Regions from separate parts of the Gadus morhua genome. Here region 1 is linked to region 2. A link is a contact called in public Hi-C data. All regions are on one chromosome and are shown on one strand. The core of a region is the stretch at or near the end of the contact, and the rest is flanking DNA. Distances in the headings are between cores, read along the strand shown.

Region 1 (5,666 bases), core at 169-2,668, 260 kb before region 2:
TGATCTGATAGATGCGGAGGTCATAATGCCGTGCAACAACAATGCACAATAGACCAAATAAAGTTACCGCGGCTCATTACCATAGTCTCTCTATTTAGCGTATTTTTAATCACAATCTCACTTAGTCCAGGGTAATTATAACTTGATTCAAGTGCAGGTGGTTATATTTATCCAATTCTACACATCAATCAGTATCTCAGAATATATCATTCTTAACCATGGTTAGGGTGTCTTGCTTATGTATGCCTTCTGTGAGCTTTTTTTCAGCACTCTGCTACTGACACTATTTGTATTGTTTATATTCCACTGTATGTTATATTATACCACATGTATGTTTTTTTGCCCAACCTAGACAAATATCTTGAGGAATGATACACAAACAATAAAGTAGGCCTAATCAAAAATAAGGAATTGTTTTATAAACATACTTCTTTGGGACTTTCTGGGAGTAATTGTTGAGAAGAGCGACAGTCCTTACCTTGGGTCGACGCATGTTGGTTCTGCAATATGCAACAACAATGCACATCTTACCTCGATCAAACCCATTCCCATCCTGTGTCTGTAGGCCTGTTTTTCTCACATGCACTGTTGTTCCTATAGTGGCCGCTAGGTGTCAGCCGGAGGTCACTGAACCTCAACCATCCTCTTGATAGAGAAACGGTTAAAGCACAAAAGTAAAGGCAGTTCATATAGCACGCATGTAAGTTACGTATGTAGGAATAATGAACCATTAGTGATGCAGGGAGATGTTTTCACTAAATACTGAACTGTCTGTCTGTCTGTCTGCCTGCCTGTCTCTCTATTTGTCTGATTTGATCATCATCTCATCCTAAAGAACTCGCTTGGTCCACCAACCTTCGTAACCAGCTATATTCGAACAGGCCTACAATGGTCCACAATACCTTCCTCTGAGCCCGTGAGAAACAATGGTGAATTAGTGGAGCAATCATTCAATAATTTAGTTATAATTTGGACTGATTTGTGTTTGGTTGGAGCTCTTCATCTGGAGGAAACCTTGACCACCATGAGACGCATGTGATGATTGGTTTGAATGCTGGTCTAACAATAACGTATGTGTCATTTAGGCTTACACGTTTACTAAGTGAAAACGACATTTGAATGGCGGTAAAATCTGTCCAAGCGTGAGTCAGAGCAGAGCTGGTGGAACATGGTGAGACATGTTGGACACTAAGTTTCATGTGGGCGGAGTCCAGTGACGCGTGGGGCACTCTGCGTTCCCGAGGCGCATCCTCCCGGAGACGCCGCGCGTAATGGCTCTGGGACAATGCGTAAAGGATCAAAATACGACGTGGAATTGTTACTCATTCGGTGAGTCTGGTCCGTCCAAGTCTCTCCTCGCCTCCTGCTCATTCTCTCTGAACACAAACCTGACTGGACCATCTTTTTTATTTTTTTTCTGTAGAGGAGGGGCCAAGGAGAGGGAGGTCCGGAGAGGCGTGTTTTCTATATAACAGTTGTCCCTCAGAACTTTTGCCTGTCGCCTTGTCTTCGGGACAGCATCTCACACACCACCTCTGTAGACTCACACACTGGGGGAACTTATTCACCTGCAAAAAAACCAACATTTTCCTCAAGCCAAAAAACGCGCAACGTCTACTCGTTCCTTCCCTCTGACATGGAGACCCAGCAAAGAAACGGACCTCTCTCAGTGTGCCACACCTGCCGAAGAACCGAGAGGAGCATAATGACGGTAATTTGGGACGATCTGGACGAACACTAGCCTACTCTGCGTTCATACGCTCCTGATGGACAGACTTGTTTTATCAGCTCAGTTCCTCGACCACATCTTTTCTTTTTCTTACGCTAAACCTTTGCTGCATGTGTAGGATTTTTTATTTGAAGGAGATTTAGTTTTTTCGGGCTGTATGTGCAACAGGTATCTGGTGAAGGTGGAGGGTATGTCAGGTCACGGACACGGTGGTCCCAGCGGGACGGTGTCGGTGGGACGTCAGCTGAACTCCGGGACCACAGATAGGGGGCGACGGGTCAGGGGCTCAGGGTTCATCATTGACCGACCGGTATCGCAACTTATTGTGAACAATTGTGTAAGAGTCGCTGACAGACAGATATGCCTGCTGCGCCATTTTCTCCAAGTTGAGCAGTTAAAAGAAAGCGAAGGTCCCATGCAGGAGGCTGATTCTTCTTGTAGCGGAGATAGGACAGCTGATAACCTCTAGATGATCATGTATTAATGAGTAATACTAATGTATTAATGAGTGAATCATGATCATGATGCTTGTGCCGGAGCGTATTCTCGTTACGCACCAGACGCGTTGCATTGGTCTCATTGTTGAGTCTATAATTCACATTAAACCAAGCGGACGTTGTGCTGTTCTTTTTTAACTTGTAAAATGTAAAAACTTGTTCTTTATTTTATGCATGGTTACTCGGTAGAGCAACGTATGATGACATGGTGGATGAATGCATGTGTATGTGTGTGTGTGTGTGTGTGTGTGTGTGTGTGTGCAGGTGAAGAAGATGTTCTCGTCCAGCAGCGCGTTGGTCTTCGCCCTGGCCATGACGCTGTACATCTTCCAAGGGGCCTCGGCAGAAACTCTGTGCGGAGGAGAGCTGGTGGACGCTCTGCAGTTCGTCTGCGAAGACCGAGGATTCTATTTCAGTAAGTTGCCACTTTAATCTCTTTCAAAACCTCTTTGCATTTCGTTTAAAGACTACGAGTCCCCAACAGTGCAAACGGTTCGGCCACACAGAGAGCGGCTTCGCATGTTTGATGTTTGTTCGCTCTTTGCTCATACACATGCACGCTCACACACACACACACACACACACACACACACACACACACACACACACACACACACACACACACACACACACATACACACACACACACACACACACACACACACACACACACACACACACACACACACACACACACACACACACACACACACACACACACACACACACACACACACACACACACACACACACACTTCTCTCCTTTTCGCCCAGTAGAGAGTAGGAAAGAGAGTCATGGGGAAGGGGGGGGCAGAAGGAGATATTGTGGCCCGCTGTGTTCTGTCTCAAGACCAGCTCTCCCTTGGTTGCTGCTGAGAAGGCGCTTTCTGTCGCTCCAGCCGGGTCCCCGGGCCCCGGCCCCGGGCCCCGGGCCCATACCTCTGATTGCATATGAAAGGACAGCGAGCAGAGAAGGCACACACGACTCAATGCAACACAATGGCCCACTTGTTTACTAGTGCATTCCGCCGGGGGGGGGAGGGGGAGAAGGGTAATAGCACCCCAAAAGGCATGCCCGTCACCTCAGCACCCACTGTCCCCCAAGAGGAACGAAACATGGTTTCTGAAGTCATCTAGGGAGCAGCATTTTGTGCATGTCATCATCCTTGTGACCAGAGCCTCCGCTGGCAGGACCCTCAGCCTATCCATCGCTTTTCATCCTGAAGGCTAAATCCTTTGTGTGCTTTTCTGACATAGACTCACTCTGTGCTTCCAGCCCTCTCTTGATCCCAGACTAAAATATTGTTTACTGCTTTTAGCCAACATTGTTATCCTCTCTCCTCCCCCTCCCCCCTAGCTCCCCCGTCACTCCACTCTCGTTCTTTTCTTTTTGTCTCCATTATCTTTCCTTTCCTGCAATAACGTTTCCCCCCCCCATCTCTTTCTCTCTCTCTCTCTCTCTCTCTCTCTCTCTCTCTCTCTCTCTCTCTCTCTCTCTCTCTCTCTCTCTCTCTCTCTCTCTCTCTCTCTCTCTCTCTCTCTCTCTCTCTCTCTCGCTCTCCCTCTCTATCTCTCTGGCTCTCTCTCGTTCTCTCTGTCTCTCTGTCTCTGTCTCTCTGTCTCTCTCTCCATATATGTGTATGGGCCCAGTGCTTTATTGATGGCTCAGTATCTCCCGGGCTGCATCCTAACTTTCACCTTTCCTCCTCCCACTCCTTCCTTCCTCTCACACCCAGCACTCCTCTTCGTCTCACATACACTTTGCTTCTATTGGATCAGTTTTTCTGTATCTCTCTCTCTCTCTCTCTCTCTCTCTCTCTCTCTCTCTCTCTCTCTCTCTCTCTCTCTCTCTCTCTCTCTCTCTCTCTCTCTCTCTCTCTCTCCCTCCCTCTCCCTCCTAATTGCATCCTTTCCGTCCTCCCTCAGCTTACCTCCATTGTTAAAATTCTGGTTTGGATTAGTTTGAGTGTGTTAGGGTAAGGTTGGGGTTAGGTTAGGGTTAGGGGTTAGGTTAGGGTTCGGGGTATCTCTGGGGGTCCGGTCCTCCCTCGCCCCTCACCCGGCGCTGTGCCACAGGAGGGTCTTCACTAATCAGATAAGTCTGTAAAAACACATAATTTGTTGCAGTGGGCCCACAGATTTCCTTTGATCCTCTTTGTTTAATGGAGCCTCACTTTAATCCAGAGAGATCACAACAACAGCAGCTCCACATCCCCCCGCCGTCTAGCCCCCATCAGGACATTATTACCCCATCTCTGTTTGCTATGTTCCTGGGCTAACCGTGTTGTTCCTTTTGATTCTCCCTCGTCTCCCTCCCTCTCTCTCCCACCTCTCCCTCCCTCCCTCCAGGTCGGCCAACGAGCCGGACCAGCAGCCGGCGCACCCAGAACCGAGGCATCGTGGAGGAGTGCTGCTTCCGGAGCTGCGACCTCAACTTGCTGGAGCAGTACTGCGCAAAGCCAGCCAAGTCGGAGCGGGACGTCTCCGCCAGCGCCCTACAGGGCATCCCCATGATGCCCCCACTGAAGCAGGTAGATGCCAGCAGCACCAGCACCTCCTCCACCACCTCCACTCTTTCTTCTCCCTCCATCTTCCAATCATCTGTGTGTGCACAGATGATTGGAACAGGCATGCACACATGTACACACGATACACACACACAAACACACACGTACGTATGCATGCACGCATGTACATAGCCCAACCCATGGACACATATGCACGCACGCATGCATACACGCACGCACACACACACACATGCACACACACGCACTTGACACTCACAGACAAAGATGCATGCACCCACAAACACATATGGTGGCGTGCTGCCTGGGAGGCCCCTATGTCCTAGCCAATGGGAACAGTTTATCTGAAGCCAGGTTATCTTGATGAGTAGTGGACGGTAAGCAAGTATCTCCTGACAGACGTGCTGACAGAGGTGGAAAGTGCTCAGACTTTCACAGCACATTGTCGTCAGGTAATGTCAGTATAGTGGTGCTGTCCCACACAGTCAGCAAGTGTGTGCATGCGTGTGTGTGTTGTGTGTGTGGGTTTGTTTGTGTTCAAGTCTGTGGGAATGATTCTCTGTTACAAAACAACATGTTCCAGGTGTAGGAACATGAGACACAGAACACTGAGTTCCCTAAAAATGCCACGCATTATCAGTTATGGGGCCGACCCGATTAACCCGGAGTGAGACTACCAGATATTACCGTAGGATTCAAAGTCAAACTCTGTACGCATCTGTTTTAAACCTTCCAAAAAACAAATACAAAAAAGGGATGACTGCACATTCCCTCTGTCCATTTCCCAAACCTGATCAAAACCAGATGTCACTATTTTTTCTAAAACGGTCGATTAATGGCCCTCAGCTGTGCACTGGTTCTCCATAGCATCAGAGCTCAAAGCAGGAGATGTGTGAGTAGCAGAGGAGCCCGCGG
Region 2 (6,298 bases), core at 2,995-5,494:
GATACGTTGAGTGGAAGAGAGGGAAGAGGGAGGGTGGCAAAAGAGCGGGGAAGCGACAAGCGAGTGGGAGAGAGAGAGCGTGAGGTAAGAGAGAGAGAGCGTGAGGTAAGAGAGCGAGAGCGATTGATCTCTTATGGTTGGTCCCAAGGTGGTCGAGGGACAAAGAGAACTCTTTGTGATTCCCACGTGAATGCTGTCATTACTGCTCCTCATTAACAGTTGTGCTGCACCTCCCCACCCCTCCCCACCCTAGCTCACCCCAGCCCATCCAACCCCACCCTTCCACAGCTACAACTACCGTACTTGCACCGGGACACAGGCCAGCTAGGTGCCTGCCTTCATGGGTCTTGACATTTCAGTGAGGGAAACAGGACATGGAGAACATACCACAGTTTGGGATCATTTCAAATGCTCAAGTCCACTTTCGTCTCAGATTACAAGGACGTTTACATATGCCGGTCCAACCTTATTGTAAACCTGGTTGCACGACTCATACCTTCAGTGGGGGAGGTGGAACACCCACTGGATCAATGAGTCCTGATGTTTTGGGGTTTGAGATAAGCAACCTTAATAAATGCAAATTGTATCAATGAATAGTGTGTAGTACCAAGTACAACTTCTTTGAAAAAGATAGAATGCCGCTGCCTTTGAATTATTTTCTTTTGCAGCAGACATTGCGTCATGCCATTCATAGTGCTGTAGGGATATAAAGTTGATCCCTTTTGCAAAACCTAATTCAGGCTATTGATGTGGTGAGGAGGATTCCAACCTTAAGAATACAGTGCTTATCAATCATCTGCGCACCTCTCCTGCCACTTTCATCAAAGACAACACACCCTTCCTCCCACACCCATTACTGCAGTGTGCACGCACACACACACACCAAGTGACAGCCCAACAACACGGATTGTCTCTCACACACACACACACACACACACACACACACACACACACACACACACACACACACACACACACACACACACACACACACACACACACACACACACACACACACACACACACACAATTGATAACAAATAACAGAATATTAGCAAATATATTACATACAGTGCTAGGTATTTTATTTTTTGTTTTTATTTCTGTTGAGTCTTTGTCCCAGAGGAATAGCATGTTATTATTCAGAACATCTCACCTCCACTGCATCCAAATAATCAACCTGATCAACGTCCCCCAACCCAACATAGTTGTGGAGTCCTGAATATGAGAGCTACATTTGGGTTTATGTGGCGTTGTGATTCCCCCTGGTGGCATAGAGGCTTAACTACACTCCAATATTGGCAATTTAGAATGAAAGATGGATTTTTTACCACCTGGGGGGTATTCCATCAACCAAGCTAAGGGCAAAACCAGGCTTATTTCGCTTAGCCTCGCTACTTTAAGCTATAGTTGTGTTCCATCAACGTGACTCAAGGGAATCTCCGCTAAGTAACCATGGCAATTTATCTGACCAAATGAACCTGGTCGGTACCAGGCTAACTGTCAGGCTTACTTGAGCGGTGTTTCAGAGAAGTCCCATCTGTCGGAAACATGTGTACCATCAGAAGGTTCCGCCAAGCCTAGTCCTTACGATTTTGTCATAAATGTAGATATATGAAGTACATATATGAACAGCCTATATTTTCACTAAGGGTCTAAGATTAAATGATGCAAATAAAATAATTAAATGAATCGCTATCGTGGATATTTTCTAAACACATTTTTAGACAAATTATGTATTCTATCAAAATTGGGAACCAGAAGTTGGGTGAGTGCCCTAGCATCTGCCCTGTAGTACAGGCGACCCGAGTTCATGTCCTGGGCACTACATTGAATTCTTATTTTGGTAATTTCCTTTATATCAGAGAAATTAGGCCTAACAATTGACTTTATATAATAAATATGTCTTACAAAATCCCTAGAACCCAAATATAACTTCCAAAAACCCATGGTAAAGTAAATGTTAATATTAATGTTACTGATAAGCCTTTTTCACAATGACAAAGACATGGGAAATCGCAGCCACATAAATTCCATTCAGGTGAGTTTCTCGGCAGGCAGCTAAGAAAAGAACTATGGTCAGTCAATTTAGAATATTCGAAGAAATGGAAAATAAATGGCATGAAACTTTTTCTGATTTCTCCAGTAATCTTTCCTTATTCACTATTAGAGGGGATTAAACCCTGGACGACCGGGTGCAAGTCCGACACGTTACCTCAAGACTATCTCCCTGATTACGAATTTGCAGTCAATATTACATTTAATTATGTTACGCTTAATACTACTTATTCATTCAAAGGATTGGCGATTTTATTGCCAGGCGGCCTCCCTGTTTTCATTAATGTTTACGGTGTTCCCTTTTTGAGTATGCTTGTATTCCTCATAGACCTCCACAAGCAGCTTCTGTTCGCCGCTGGAAAAGATCCCGCTCGATCCTTTTCGGACATTTGATCCATGATTCGACATTCACGGTTCTGGGCTGGTTACATATCTCGTGAGCGTGCGTAATCCACGAAAACGTAAGCCTGGCTTTAACTAACCTGAGCAAGTCGCGGCTGAACTGGGTTGATGGAACGGCTTTAGCCTCAAGTCGAAGTTGGCGTTAGTTCTAACCGGGCTTAATCAACTACGCGCCGCTTTCGTCAGCGACTTTGATTGAATACCCATCTGGTAACCTTCTGCCTATCTCAAGCACTGCAACACCGAAAATAATACAGTAATATTTTGAAAAGATTGCCGTCTCGAAACAGTATAGTAGCCTCTTTTGTAACTTTGTTCCATTTGATTAAAGGCTGCAACTGCGACTTCACGAGATAGTTATGTATAGCAGTATACAACTGCCATTAAACGTATAGGTCTAAATATACATGTTTAATAGTTGTACATATTATTTCAAGTACAACTATGAAATAACATGGGATAGGGAAACATGCAGGTCCAGTCAACGAAACTGTCAATGATGTTCCTCGACCATTCCTGAACATGGTGCCCACTTCCCACAGTGCATTCTGGTGCCATCTCCTCCCAAGACGCACATGTACACTGCCATCCAAATGGAACAAAAAATTAGATTCAATAGACCGGACCTTCTTCCATCGACCCATTGTCAAGTTCAGACGATTTGCCCATTGTAGGCCCTTTAGGCAGTGGACAGGGGTCAGACAGGGGTCAGACAGGCATCCGCCAGGTCGGCCGCTACGCAGTCAGCTGGGATGCACGGTGTTCCGACACCTGTCTAACAAGACAAGGTACTAAACCCTGCAGAGCAGGAACACCACTCAAGAACTGCCTCTGTGGAGAGGACCCAGGCGTCACATCTGACCCTTGGCAAATCCCATCCTTACGGTTGCCCATTTTATCTGCCACCAACACATCAATTTTAAGAGCTGAGGGTTCACTTTACGGCTAATATATCCCAGGGCTTGATAGATGCCAACGTAACAAGATGATCAATGTTGTTCCCTTCCCCTGTCATTGGTTCTAATGTTGTGGCTGTCTTTTCCCACACTTAACTGATGGACAGCAGGCAGCAGGCCGCAGAACTGAAAGATGGCCTTAAAGATGTTATAGTTTAATTTAGAACTCACTCCATGGGGATGCGGAACTGGACGGTGTCTGAGGGCTGCTCCCGGCCGGGCCGCACCAGGGTCAGGGCCCAGTTGGGTCTGAAGAGCCGCAGCTGGGGGTTTCCGAGCTGGTAGAGAGGGTAACTGTGATGGGGACAGAGAGGAGGGGACGGGGGTCACTAGGTACAGAGGTGCAGAGAACAAAGATAAACTGGGGAACCAATTAAAAACCACTTGGCTGTACATTTAATGATGTTTTCACATCATAGTATTCAGAACCCAAAAACATATTTAGGATTAGTAGTTTGTGGATTAAAGAGAAGGGATGCACTCTCCTGTCATCTGTTTATTTGTATATTGCGATAGTACTATGAGTGCTATGAACCAGATACTGAGTTTTTTCAATGTGTTAACGTTTGTCTTTAGACAAGATTACACCACTCTGTTCCAAGCCTCTGTAATAGCCAATGACTGAAACCCCTTTTAACATACGTAAACAGCCTGGCTAGAGTATTAAATAAAAGAAGACCTCGGGGCTTACATTAGTTTCTTTGCTGCCATGGCTGCGGTGGACGTTGGGATTCTTGTATTCAAGTTGTTTTGAAGGTCTAGTTGATATGATCCATGTGCATTGAAGTGTTTCCGGGTACAACGTGTGCGCAAGCGCATTCGTGGCTTGCCTTAATAGCTGCGTTCAAACAACTCGGAAATATAGAAACAACAGTTCCGTGGGCTGCCGTCTAATAGTATTATCTGATTCGGAATCTTCCTTATTGATTGAAATGACTCAAAAGTAACTGGTTAACAGCTCTGAGAATATAGCTATTTGAATCCGCTAAATGATAAGGAAAGGTGCTTTAATGCTTCCTTTCTCTCCTTAAACATAGGGTGAACTGGACCAACCTTTACCCAAGGAGATGATGCGGTCCCACAGCTCCTAAAGGGGGGCTTGCTTCAGGAAAATTAAAGATCAACATGACCAACTATTATTTTCATATAATCATACTACTTGGGATTCATACCTATGTACTGTATATGAGTGGTATGTGAAAGGAGTTGGAGCGGGAGTGACCATCTCAATGTCCATTTATTTAACCATTTATTTAATCTTTTGTGATTAGTAGCCTTCATTACATTTCTATTTCCATTTCAATCTCAGCCTTAGTTATGAAGTCCTGTTGTTCATTGGGTTCTCCACGTATGTCAGCTATGTAAGTGAATCTGTGCAATCGGATATTGAAAAAAAAGCACTCTAAGCACTGAATATTTATGCATTGAAATGACGTCTCTGGATTTTTTTGCATCTGAATTTAACCCTTACATTCAAAATAAATTATTCAACGATGCCCACTGTGGAACGAGAGCGCAGAACCAACATTATTGCGCAACTGTGCCCGACAGCAACCTGCTTTTAATTTGTCATCCTCATATATGTATCGTGTCACTCCGTGTCACTCGGTGACATGATATTTTGAATTGTTTAACATTGAAAAATAAAGCTGAAAATGTTAAATTCAGAGGCAAAAAATCCAGGTATGTTATTTCAATGCATGAATATTCAGTGCTTAGAATTCAATGGCTTTTCCTTTTCAAAATCCAATGGCACAGATTTACTTCCATATCAGCCAGTTGAAACAACGCGCACGTAGCGAAACCTGAGTCGCGCCTTTAGTGGAGTCTCCTGAACAATGTGGTATTTGCAGACCCCAGGAGTGCAAATAGGCAAGGCAAGGCAACTTTATTTACATAGCACTTTTCATACACAAGGCAGACTCAAAGTGCTTCAAATATAAACATTGTCATACAATTAAATAAAATAATAGATAAGTAAAAGAAAAACATATGCAAAGAAATGGGTAAAATAGAAAGTTAAAAAGGCATTTTAGTATTAAAATAGAAAATAAAGGCAAAGTTATTTTTAGAAAGTGCAATGTATTTAAGATTTAGCAGAAAGCTATAGCAAACATAAAAGTATTCTGTCTTGTTTTAAAGGTGCTCAGAGTTGGGGCAAGCTTTAAATCCTCTGGGAGTTTATTCCAGCTATTTGTTGCATAGTAACTAAATCCTGCTTTCCCATGTTTTGTGTTTACTCTGGGGATAATTAACAGATTGGTCTCAGAGCTTCTTAGTGGTCTAGAAGGCTGATGTAGTAGAAGCATATCAGTTAAATATTTTGGGCCTAAACCATGTAGGGATTTATAGGTTAGCAACATGATTTTAAAATCAATTCTCTGACCTACAGGAAGCCAATGTAACGATTTCAGAATTGGTGTAATATGATCAAATTTGGTCTTTGTTAGAACTCTAGCAGCAGCATTCTGAAAAAGCTGAAGCTTCCTCAGAGTTAGTTTTGGGAGACCTGTAAGGAGACCATTGCAGTAATCAAGCTTACTAGTGATAAAGGCATGTACAAGTTTTTGTAAGTCTTCGGTGGACATGAGCCCTCTAAGTCTTGATACATTTTTAAGGTGATAATATGCTGATTTTGTAACTGATTTGATGTGACTGTCGAAATGTAAATCTGAATCCATGATAACCCCTAGATTTCTGGCTTTGATTGAGGTTTTCAGGGACAGAGAGTGAAGGTGTTGGGTTACTTTAAGCCTTTCCATTTTAGAACCAAATACAATTATCTCTGTTTTGTCTTCATTAAGTTGAAGGAAATTTCAGCACATCCATTCTTTCACTTGCTCAATGCACTGGCACAGCAGATCTATGGGCCGATAGTCATT

The links. Hi-C and Micro-C count contacts between places; a contact is called where the count stands out from the background.
Region 1: a Hi-C map of gill shows a contact between it and region 2, with 10 times the contacts expected there. The contact joins the promoter of igf2b here to the promoter of mrpl23 in region 2. A contact is called at or near these places in 4 of 6 Hi-C or Micro-C datasets (blood, gill, gonad and 1 more).

What each region holds. Positions count from the first base shown.
Region 1 is chr9:23,996,301-24,001,966 of gadMor3.0, reverse strand. igf2b (insulin-like growth factor 2b) reads left to right here and starts at 1,418. Exons shown (of 4, transcript XM_030365924.1): 1 at 1,418-1,711; 2 at 2,491-2,641; 3 at 4,576-4,757. The coding sequence starts at 1,637.
Region 2 is chr9:23,734,778-23,741,075 of gadMor3.0, reverse strand. mrpl23 (mitochondrial ribosomal protein L23) reads right to left here and starts at 4,244. Exons shown (of 5, transcript XM_030365608.1): 1 at 4,108-4,244; 2 at 3,588-3,710. The coding sequence starts at 4,235.